Linked DNA regions of Mus musculus: all the other regions are linked to region 1. A link is a contact called in public HiCAR-type and promoter capture Hi-C data. All regions are on one chromosome and are shown on one strand. Each heading gives the region's core, a stretch centred on a gene start, on an enhancer-like site or on the middle of the called end of the contact. The rest is flanking DNA. Distances are from core to core; before and after follow the strand shown.

The links. Promoter capture Hi-C pulls out the DNA fragments that hold promoters and counts their contacts. HiCAR-type assays count read pairs that join an accessible place to other places.
Region 2: a HiCAR-type map of astrocytes shows a contact between it and region 1, with 5 times the contacts expected there. The contact joins the promoter of Folh1 here to the promoter of Fzd4 in region 1.
Region 3: a contact with region 1 is called in a promoter capture Hi-C map of hippocampal neurons, with 20 times the contacts expected there. The contact joins the enhancer-like site here to the promoter of Fzd4 in region 1. A contact is called at or near these places in 5 of 39 promoter capture datasets (the 3T3-L1 cell line, 3T3-L1-derived adipocytes, frontonasal cranial neural crest and 2 more), 10 of 484 Hi-C or Micro-C datasets (the AtT-20 cell line, the G1E-ER4 cell line, cerebellar granule neurons and 5 more) and 4 of 115 datasets of contacts at active chromatin or transcription factors (astrocytes, embryonic forebrain, embryonic hindbrain and 1 more).
Region 4: a HiCAR-type map of astrocytes shows a contact between it and region 1, with 5 times the contacts expected there. The contact joins the promoter of Nox4 here to the promoter of Fzd4 in region 1. A contact is called at or near these places in 3 of 39 promoter capture datasets (the 3T3-L1 cell line, hippocampal neurons and liver) and 1 of 115 datasets of contacts at active chromatin or transcription factors (astrocytes).

Annotation. Positions count from the first base shown.
Region 1 is chr7:89,402,989-89,405,805 of GRCm38.p6, reverse strand. Fzd4 (frizzled class receptor 4) reads right to left here and starts at 1,440. Exons shown (of 2, transcript NM_008055.4): 1 at 835-1,440. The coding sequence starts at 1,119. It also overlaps a transcript of Tmem135 not described here.
Region 2 is chr7:86,774,446-86,777,262 of GRCm38.p6, reverse strand. It overlaps Folh1 (folate hydrolase 1), which reads left to right and starts at 1,399. Exons shown (of 19, transcript NM_016770.3): 1 at 1,399-1,624. The coding sequence starts at 1,504.
Region 3 is chr7:87,109,825-87,112,641 of GRCm38.p6, reverse strand. No RefSeq gene overlaps it. Among named protein-coding and RNA genes, the nearest start is that of Vmn2r79, 110 kb to the right of the region's middle. Within about 2 kb of position 1,406, at least 12 of the 459 cell types and tissues checked have an H3K27ac peak or open chromatin away from gene starts, as enhancers often do.
Region 4 is chr7:87,245,196-87,248,012 of GRCm38.p6, reverse strand. It overlaps Nox4 (NADPH oxidase 4), which reads right to left and starts at 1,364. Exons shown (of 18, transcript NM_015760.5): 1 at 1,111-1,364; 2 at 430-525. The coding sequence starts at 1,167.

The DNA of each region.
Region 1 (2,817 bases), core at 191-2,690:
TAAAACTTCATTCCAATCTACTTTCCATTGAAGTTAGCTGTATAAGAGAAATTATAACTATGTTATATATGCAAATTACTTTTCACTTATTATTGTAGGAAGAACTTCTATATCATTACACATTACCAAAGTTTTAACATCTTAATGACTGTTAAGAAAAGGAGGGAAAAAAAGAAAAGGAAAAAAGAAGTTTTCAAATATGCACACTACCTTCCTGGAGCCTTTTCAGTCCTTCCAAAAATTAAACCTGCCTCCAACGTTAAGGACAAGAAAGAACTCGGGCCAACCTAACCACTCTTTCCTGTATGACCTCTAAAAAGTGCAGGACGACGGCGGGGCATTCTGCAGAAAACAGACAGCGATGTTTTATTTGGTAACCTACACCCAAAAATACAGGCAAAAGGGAGGTCGATGAGCGACCTGGAAGGGCGAAGTTCTGTCTCCTTATCACTCCTTCCAAGATTTAGGTGCAACCCGCTGCCCTGCCAGGACTCGCCCACCAAGCAGCGGCTGCCGGAATCCTTGGCAAAGATAGCCCTCAACTCCACTGGGGTTAGGGGCTTGGCCAGACATGGGCAGGGGAGAAAAACGGAAGGGCGGGGTGTAAGAATAGGTTCTTTCGCGGGCCAGATGACTTACACAACGTTTTGGCTTCCAGTCTCCAAGAGGGACAGAAAAGTGGGGGGTGGGGTGCGGGTTGGAAATCACTTTCTCAGGAGTTGTACCCTCAAGTTAGGAAGGGACCAGGAGGCTCGATCTGTCAGGGATTCCAAGGAAGGAGTTTGGGAGTCTCTGTCTACCGAGTCCTCCGGGGATGGGGGTAGGGGCACCCACCTGCAGCTGGCTGGAGCAGCCGTACTGGATGAGCGGCGTGAAAGTTGTCAGCTGCAGCTCGGCGTCTGTCTGCAGCTCGTGTCCCACTAAGTTGGGCATCTTGGTCACGTTGTAGCCGAGGTTCTGGCACATGGCGATGCGGATGGGGTCGCAGCGCCGCTCCTCCTCGTCCCCGAACCCCAGTGTCGGCCGCAGGAGCAGGAGGAACTGCAGCAGCAGCCCCAGCCTGAGCCCGACGCCTCCAGGCGCCCCCCGGCTGCTCGGCCCTGTGCCCGGCCAGGCCATGGCCAGAGCTGCGGGCAGCAGCGGCAGAGGCTGATCTAGCAGACACCCCCAGTTTGCACAGGGGCGCCGGTGGCCGCGCTGCTCCCAACTCCGGATAGGGAATGCGGTAAGGCGCCAAGGGCGACAAGGGGGCAGCAGTCGCCTCTCCAGCAGTTGTACGAGAATGTGCGGGATATCAGACGTCCGGAGCCCGGGCCGAGGGATGGACTGCTAGGGTCATGGCTGCAGGCGGCGATCCCAGAACTCGGCGCCGGCCGAGTCCGGCTTTTCGGCGAAGCCCGCCTGCACTCTACGCCGCGCTGTTCTCACCGCCCCAGCGCTCTGTGGCGCTGGAGGTTCGCAGGGCGGGGGCGGGGCGGGACGGACAACGCGACTGTCCAATGAAAGCCCCCCCTGGTCAGAGGGGGCGGGAAGGGGCGGGGCTCCTCTCCTGCTGTAAGGGTCAGGCCCCCGCCCGCGGCTTGATCCTCTCTCCCTTGCTCGCTCCAGAGGCGCCCCGCCCCGCTTGGCTTCCCGGCGCTCGGCGTCCTCCCACCCGGATCCATTGCACGCTGTGGCCAGGCGGCGATGGAGCCCCGTGGCTCCTGCCCAGCCAACCTGCTCTTCTCTTTCAGGTGAGACGTGCTCCCACATCTATGCCCCTTTCACGTCCTTCCCCTTACAGCTGTCACCTCCGGCCCCGTGGCCACCTCTGTATCAAGCAAAATAATGAACACAAAGAACACGGTATTTGGGGTTTACACAGATTGTGGCTTTAAATCCTGGCTGTGTGACCTTGAGCAAATTGCCCAACCTCTCCGCGTCAGGTTCCTCATCCGTAAAGTGACTTGGGAGGATTAGCGATAAAGCCTGAAAGGCTTAGAGCTGGTGCCTGGTACAGTTCGCAGAAAATTTCACCTCTAGCCAGTGGGGCTGGCGCCCGCCCCCCGGCCCCGCCCCGCACTCGGCGCGACCTGCGCCGGGAGCAGCCGGTCTGCAGTCGCCGTGGGGGAGGCGCTCCGGAGCAACAGAGCAGCCGATGGGCTCGCGCTCCGATTTCCTCACCGTACGAAATGAAATTCCACAGGGGGATTCGAAAGGAAATGAGGCCGGGACGCTCCGTGCTTCTCGGCCCGCCGCCCTTCCTGTCTCGGGGACACGGTTTCTAAATAAGGTTGGGAGGGTAAGAGCGCGGGAGGGAAGAGGCTTGACCTGTGCACTCGAAGCGAGGAAGGCGCACAAGCCCCAAGGACGCCCCTTCCCAGACCCGGGACACCCTTCCCCTGCATCCTGCACTTTTTTCGTTCCCATTCTTGCTCTCCGTGGCACTCTGGGGGTCGGCAGATGTTCCCACCCGTGTTCCAATCCAGCTTCTCTCTTCTTCACCCACAAAGAAAGGACTCTGTATTGGGTCCACCCTCTCTCTGCTTCCCATTTGGCCAGTGGAACTCTCAGCAGGTGATTTCCCAAACCATGTACTTGTTACTTGCTGAGACTAAAAGGAGCCTCCAACTGGCCACGCAGTAGGCCAGTTTCTGAGTGAAGTCCATCCATGCTCTCCTGTCACATAGCGGTTCTCAGTACCGGAGTAGTGTAGATCATCTAGCACAGTGACCGATGAATAATGCTCTATAATAACTCGGCTGCCACTTTTTGTTTATATCTGGGACAGATCGTGAAATGTAGATCGTAAGACTACCCCTTGCTTATCAGTCTCGT
Region 2 (2,817 bases), core at 150-2,649, 2.6 Mb after region 1:
CTGTATCCTGCTGACCTATACTTTAACTTTATCATCAATCATAATCCTCTCAGGTGAACTGCAGGAAATATGCTATTATGTAATTTAGTGTTTCTAGCAAAACTCTAAAGATTATAGCTTCAAAATCCACCTAAAATGGCATACATTGCATTGAAATAAGAAGTTATAACTTGATTCAAGAAGCCACACCCATGCTGAGGTACATGTTACCTTGTTTTAGAAATTTTCCCTTCTTTTAAACCTGGTGCTTAAAACTCTAAATTAGAAAATTCCTTTAATAAATCTGAATCCTGCCTTTTATTAACATATGTTGTCGGTCTTTTCTGTGTGAAAGCCAGTTTTACCAGGATCTAGCTTCATAATTATTAAGGAACTCCTCAGGCTGCTATTGATAGCTGCATTGAGCTGTCTTTCCTTTCTGCTACAGATGTAAATCACTTCATTAATTTTATTGTTTTTGTTCTTGGTGTTTAGAGTCTGGGCCAGATATTTCTAGAACCTGTCTCTTATCCAAAAAAATCAAAAGAAAATCTCAAAAAGATGTGCAGTTAAACTAACATATTTTCTTTATTCAGTATTTCTATCTGAATCTATTACTCCCGAACTAAGAAAAGAAAGATGGTATTTGTTGGCATCAGGATCTCCCAAACCTAGGACATCACATAGGGGACAGCTTGACCTGTGACCTTCAGACCGGTTGCCAAGGCAACAGGCACCATATTCCCAACATCCACTTGGCTCACCTCCCACCTTTACCTCTCCCTATAAATAAGGAGAACACCCCTCCATCTCTCTTTCCCCTCTTCTCTTTCTGCCGCCTCCTTCTCTCTAATTCCCCCAATAAAACCTCTTCCACGTGGAGCTCCCTTGGCCTAGTGTGCTGTTGAGACGCGACCCGCCATTCTAACACAGTATTCAGGTCACATTTTAATTTATCTACTAATGTACAAATAACTTGGGGAAGAGGCATGAATTTCAGATGTCAAAAAAAAATTAGTAGAGTTGGAATTCATCAGGAAGATTTTTCAACAGAGACTAAAGCACAGGATTAACAGACAGAGAACTATCAGGGAAAGGAGAGTGCTCACTCATGTGTGTAAGTATTGGCTCTTCAGGACTAAGTCTCTCACATTCCTCAAAGTTTATTGAAGTTAATACGGATCATTAAGCAAGTATAAGGACTCTGCAATACTTTTCTGAGTACAGGCTGTACTATTTGGCAAGTTATCATTGCTTTCTGATATTCTTGTTTATCTCTCTATTTAGCCCCTGTCAATAAAGTCTCAAAGAGAAACTGAAGCCTCACTCCAAAGAAGCCAGAGTAGGCAGTTTCCCTTAGCCTAACTACAATTGGCTCACAGTACGCCAGAATTTGGGGGCGGAGAAAGTCTTAGGAGAGACTTCTATTTCCCAGGGGAATAGCAGTGGGAGGAAATTTTAACCCGCAGAATCTCTGCAGTGGATGTAGAAGAGAACTGCTGAGGAAAACTAAAGTTGCCAGAGATGTGGAACGCACTGCAGGACAGAGACTCCGCGGAGGTCCTGGGACACCGCCAGCGCTGGCTCCGTGTTGGGACACTGGTGCTGGCTTTAACCGGAACCTTCCTCATTGGCTTCCTCTTTGGTATGGTGCATTTGCATGGCAAAGTGCATAATCTCCCTGTTCCTTCGCTTCTGCACTCTTGTAGCTGCTCTTCCCGCAGGAGAGGTTTCGGGTCTTCCCCGGGGTGCAGTGATTTGCATGGAGGAAGGAACCTTTAGTATCTGAGTTAAGCAGAGGTTTCCTGGGGTCTGAGCAGGATTGAATTAGGAATAAATTATCTGTATATAGAATTGCATAGATTAAAGTCAGATTACAAACAAAACAAAACAAAATAAACAAAAACCAGAAACAGTAACTAGAATTAGGTCTGACCCATTGGGACCCTGCAGGACACTACCCTTCTCAGTGCTGATTCCCAGTGGCTGCTGATCCAGATCTACCAGTAAGCTTGGTTTTAGTGGCTTTTGCCTTTGGGGGTGGGGTGGGGAGGCTGGGGAGACGTGGTGGGGGAAGGTTCACCTGTCTCCTACCTGTGTCAATTTCAAGGATACCATGGCATCCAGGACATCTCTGTGAAAGGATTCTCTTTCTGTTCACATTCTTCCTTGGACAAGCAGAGAGACATTCTGGGAAATGTGAATTACTGTCAGCACTGCCTGAACACATCCTTAACAGGAGCCTCCTGACCTTAGTTCAGATTTAGCCCAACTCTGTAAGAAACCATCTGCATCAGAAATCAGTAGCAGAGCATAGCTGATTTACAAATTCAGAGTTTGTATCACTAATTCTCGTTTACTGTGAAAAAAATTTACCCATTCTCTTTCAACCTTAATTTTCCCCATATTTATGATGAAACTTGAATGAGAAACGTACAGATAATAGGACACTATTTAGCAGGAGGAGCTTTACTAGAAAACTACTTGGGTCTTTGATGAGGGATCTGTTTCCTACTGGACTTTAGTACACAGGCCAGTCTAACTTGTCATCAAGTCATCCGTCTTTGCTCTGCATTTTGAATTACTTCTATGTCATTGGTAAAGACAGGCTCTGAACCAATTGTGTAGCCTTTGGCCAGAGACTTCAATCAAACTAAACACAAAGATATCAGTAATTACCTATGATTGCTGTGAGCCCCAATGAGATTGAATTAAATTGAGTTTCTGTTATCAGCTTGAAATGAGAATCAAGTTTTGGAACGGTTAGCATGGGATTCAAAAGCCTACATATCCTAAAAGCAAGTCATTTCTACTTTGTTACACCCACTATCCCTTGGT
Region 3 (2,817 bases), core at 157-2,656, 2.3 Mb after region 1:
GAGAGGATGATGGAGGAAGAGGTGGAAGGAAAGTCTCATAGATAGGGAAGATAGTAGTATAGTGGTAGATCTGCCCAATCTAGGTGCACAGCATGTATTCATATTAATTGAGTTGTGTTCTCCCCCACCCGGGGGGGGGGGTGCGTCTTATTTGGATTGGAGATTTACTGCAACATTATTTCTTCTTCACTCCCTAGCAAACCAACTCTCCTACACAATTATCAGCCATAGGCCACACACTCTTCTCATACACACACACACACACACACACACACACACACACACACACATATATATATATATATATATATAATTCTTTAAAGGCTTCTTTTCCTTTACCTCTGCTGACTACTTAGTCTAGAGAATTCTCTCCTATTTCAGTCCAAACCATCCACCCAAACTTTGTCTATCAGCTCAAATATAAGGGTCATATAAACTTAGTTCAGCCTAGCTTGCTTCTAGGCTACTTTTCCATTGAACACTGCATACAATTTTGCTGCAGCTGTTGTTGTATAAGATTTGCTGTAGAAGGGGCTTTACAGTACTTTTATGCACATTCCATGCTATTTGTGGTCTCAGTAGCAGAGCAATAGAATCACAAAATACTCAGTGAATGCTCAGTATATAATTCATGAATGAACTAATTCTATACAAACATTTATGAATTTGGTCTACATTATTTTGTATTGGGATAGTAAAGGATATAAATGACGATTTTTTTTTCTGAATCATAATTTCCCTGTAACTTACAGTTGAGTAAAATAATCACAAAGGAAATGGCTTCAAGGGAAAGTAACCCCAACCCCAAATGATCTATATGATATATAAAGAATGAACTGGAGCATAAATATTCACAGAATGATGAATGAAACATTCATACAAACATCTAAATCTACTACAAGTAGGCTGTGATTTCAGGCTGCTTGGAGAAGCACAAATAAAAAATTAAGTTGGGGATATTTTATGTAGGTGGTTGGGTGGGAAGTGCAGAGAATTGATTTTTTTAAAAAAGAATATTCAGATTAGACACACATAAATATCTGATATAAATAATTCATTTCCCACTGAGACCGGAACCACAAATGACAGCTGCTAAAATAAAATTAATGATACCTTAAAGAATTTTTGCTTAACATTCAATACCTTTTTAATAGTACATAAAAACAGAGGTAGTTAATAAATTTTTAATAGGCATATTAAACAAATAAATAGTATTTTTTTCTTTTCTTTTCTTTTCTTTTTTTTTTTTTCAATGTGTCCACCAATTTATGGAGTCTGTACACCAATGAAAAAGCACATAAAGGTTTTGTAGCTTCAGGGTCAATCAGAATGAAAGTGTGTGTCGGTTTTCACAATAAAACACAGGTGCGCTGGATTCTGAAAATGCTCCTAGAGCTGACTTAGGCTCATCACTCCTGACAGGCAGCATCTGACAATGATTTCTCAGTTATCATGTGAATGGACCGGAGTCATCAGATGTAAGAGCAGAAGGTTTTTAAGTTCTGTAGGATGGTTGTCACCATTCTACCCTTATGAGGTGAATATCGGAGAAGACAGAGGTAGAGTGCTGGCCTCCTTTGCATGAAATGCTAAATTCAGAAGGGTGAAGAAATAGAACAGAATTAGAAAATGGCAGAACTGGGGCTAAAACTCACAAGTTTCAATTCTCAGTCCAGTGGGCTTTTTTCATACACTACCCACCTAAAATAAAGCACTACAAAATTTCCTACAAAATCCACTCTAAAATACAGGACTACATTTACCTGTCTTTAGATTACAAGGAACCGGTCTGGCTCCATGTTTTAATGTCAGGTCTTTGTTTCCTTCTTGTTTACAGAAAGAGCACCACTGTTCACAGTCTCACAGTGCCATCTAGTGCCTACGTCAGATATTACAAAATATAAGAAATAATACATTCTTATACACTTGTATATGTGAAAATTTCTACACTACATTTAAAGTTAAAACAGGAAGGGAATTTAATAGAATTCTAACATATGTTACATACAGCATACAATACATTGTTGAAATTATTCCTTTATTTTTAATAACCTTTGATTATTGCCACTCTGAGCTTTAATCATATTATCAAGTCAACAAAGATTTATTAGAGTTATTTACGTTATAGCCACAGGAGACACTATGGTACCTTTATTCAGATTTTCACACTATACATGGGAACATAGACTTATTAGAAGAAACTTTAAAACTATGTAATCAGGATGACAATTAAAATATGTGAGAAATGTGCTGAGGAAGAGATGCTAGCTGGCTAAGAAGTCAAATAGACAAATGAGAAGATAAGACCTTGTAAATACAGGCCTAGAGAGACATTGGTCATTAACCTGAATTAAAGGGAGAAAAAATAATAAGAAATATTTTTCAGCTATAGAAATCCCTCGCCTAGCTACTCTTTGCAGTTGTTTTATTTATTTACATTTCAAATGTTGTCCCCCTTCCTAGTTTTCCCTCCTCAAACCCTCCATCCCATCCTCATTCCCTTTGCCTCTACCAGGATGTTCCCCCACCCATATACTCACTCCCGACTCACCGTCCTAGTATCCCCCCAATGCTGGGCATCAAGCCTCCACAGGACCAAGAACCTCCCCAGCCATTGGTGCCACTTAAGGCATCCACTGCTACATATGTAGATGGAGCCATGGGTCCCTTCATGTATACTCTTTGGTTGGTATTTTAGTCCCTGGGAGCTCAGCGTGGTCTCCTTAGTTAATATTGTTCTTCCTATGGGGTTCCAATCCTCTTCACCTTCTTTGGTCCTTTCCCTAACTCTTTCATTGAGGTTCCAAGGCTCTGCAA
Region 4 (2,817 bases), core at 115-2,614, 2.2 Mb after region 1:
AGTCTGTCATCAGCTGGTCCTCTGAGAGAAGCAAACTCTTCAGGGCTTGCTCACTGGTGCAGCTTGGGGGGGAAAAAAAGGAGAAGAAGAAGAAGAAGAAGAAGAAGAAGAAGAAGAAGAAGAAGAAGAAGAAGAAGAAGAAGAAGAAGAAGAAGAAGAAGAAGAAGAAGAAGAAGAAGAAGAAGCAGAAGCCAGCAACTTCCCTCAGACTCTGATAGCCTGGTCTGACAGGTTCATTTACCTCAATTTAACAGATACTACTACCCTTGCTCCTTAAAGGGCCAAACTCAAGAAGCTTGACTGCTCAAAGAAACACATGTTTTTTAAGTTGACAGCAAATATTACTATGAGAAATGGGTGTACTGACAAAATCCTGTAGTAGTTTGTTGCCTTAAACCCACTCTACCAGGTCATCCCAGATTCACTTACGCCCAACATTTGGTGAATGTAGTAGTATTCTGGCCCTTGGTTGTACAGCAGGAAGGTTTTCCAGAAAAGTAGAACGTTTAGGGACAGCCAAATGAGCTAGACCAGTCAAAGAGAAAGAAAAAAACAAAGTTAAAAAAAAAAGAAAAATAATCATCTGATAGAAGCCACACACAAGACTCACCTGGGTACATGCAATTTCAGAAAGCAGAAAGCATGCTCAGTCAGTAAGTGGAAAAGCTGCTCTGAGGACACCTCACTTGGCCTTACCCAGACCCTGCACTGAAATAAAGGTTGGTGGCTAATAGATCACTTAATCAGCTACACCTTACTTCCCCAACTCTATTGCAAACTGAGAGTAAGAAAGTAGTATCATTATCATGGCGCATGGGATGCCCAATATAGGGAAGCAATTGGAAGAGCATAGGAAATGAGTGTTTTAAAAGCTCCCTTAGCTCCCCTTTCCTCTGCATTGGCTCCTCATCAATCTGTACTAAAGCTCCCTTGCATTGAGCAGGAAGTATTTCCAGGAATGCATAAAGTCATGGTTAGGTGAGAAAGTCAGAAAACTAAACCCCCAAACTTCCAATTCTCTCATCCCACCAGTACACATTCTGAGAATGAATCAAACTGGCTGCAGCATAGATAGACTGTCTGTCAGGCCAGCTTGGCCCTCCATCCTACCAGGCAGAGGTGTTTAACCCCTTCGTTGGCCAGCCAGCTCCTCCAGGACACCGCCATGCCGCCGGCGCGGGGAGTGCTGCGCCCTGCTCGGTGCTCAGGACCGAAAGGAGCGATCAGTGGCCGGGGCAGCAGATCCAGGGGCGCCGCCTGCAGGGGAGCGGCGTGGGGGCGAGGGTCAAAGGCTGTACTGAGTCTGGAGGCCTGGCTGGAGGTCTCCACCCGGCTCCCACCGCGCTGCTCCCTTGCCTCCCCACGCCCCCTGGCCCCGCGCGCCGCCCTGCGCCAGCCCCTTTGTCTCGCGCGAGCCTGTTGTTGTGGCGGCGGTTCAGGACGTCCCGGGTGGGAAGGTGGAGGCGTCCCCTGCAGCCTCCAGCCGGGCCTGTCCAGCTGCAGACATGCCCCAGATGCGAGAATGGGAATCGGAAGCTTGGGGACGTTCTTTGCATCCCGGGGCGCATACACCCTACTTCCTAGAATGGTTGTGCACCACCACCGCCACCAGCACCACCCACCCACCCACCCACCCACCACCACGCCGCCAAAATGACAGAAAGAAAAGAAAAAAAGAACAAAAAAAAGAAAAGTTCGGCTGAAAGAAACTTGGTAAAGAAATTTGAGCCGGAAGTAGCCTTTTGTGTATTAGCCTTCCCTATCCAGCCAGTCCTGTGTCTACAAAGAAGTACCATCTCACAGTCAGAAGCCCAAGTCTTCCTTTCTTCCCACTTCTCTATCAGCTGCCCCACCTATCCCTGTCTTGAGATAAAACTTTCTGTATCTTGCTGAAAACAAACCAGGCAGGCAAAGAGTTAACGCTGACGTTATTTTCAGGAGTTTTTAGGAAGCTCAGATTCCCTCTAGGAATGTGCACTTTATACTGCTAATTGCAAAGTCAACTCATTAAAAAGAAACCCTCTTAAACTTGTACCAGAAGTCTATGGAAGGTGAGGAGTGTGCAATGGGCATAGTTAATTAGTTAAACAGTTAATCATATGAAATAATGTCTGTATCATAATCGGTGTTCAGTGACTTTATTAACTAACATACGTAATAGGTAAAAAAAAAAAAAAGAAGAAAAAGAAAGAAAGAAAGAAAGAAAGAAAGAAAGAAAAGGCATTTGATGTGCTTAATCTAATTTCATGTCATCCAAGATTTTTCTTGTAAAATGAAAAAACATTTTATCACACTGGCAATTGAAGTAAAAGTTTAATTAATGGAACTAAAATTTAATAAATCATGCTGTACTTCATGCAACGTCCTTATCTAAGTTAATTTAAGAAACTGCATTCAATTCCAACCTTCAGATTGAAAAACTGGAATCAATCTGTATCGAGTCCTAGTTGACCACCACACACATTTCTTTGTGTCCTCTCATTTCAATGTGTAACCTGTCTCAAGCATGAGTGAGTCAAGAATACTTCTCAGAGTTGTCTACCATATAATGTGTAAGTAATACTAAGACTTCATTGCCAGTTAATATAACTTATTCACACCTAAGTATACTTCTTTATACCTAAAGAACCAAAGAAGTGACATATGAAAACCCCCCAGGTGTGTCACCACTAAAGAAAGGAGACTATCCAAAGCCAGAGGCTACTGCATCCTCAAACTCAACACTTCACCTTTGCATCCAGACCCATGCCCCAAATGAGAGGCTGCAGGGAATGTTACAGGAGACAAAACTCCAAGTTGGGATGCAGGAGATTTGCA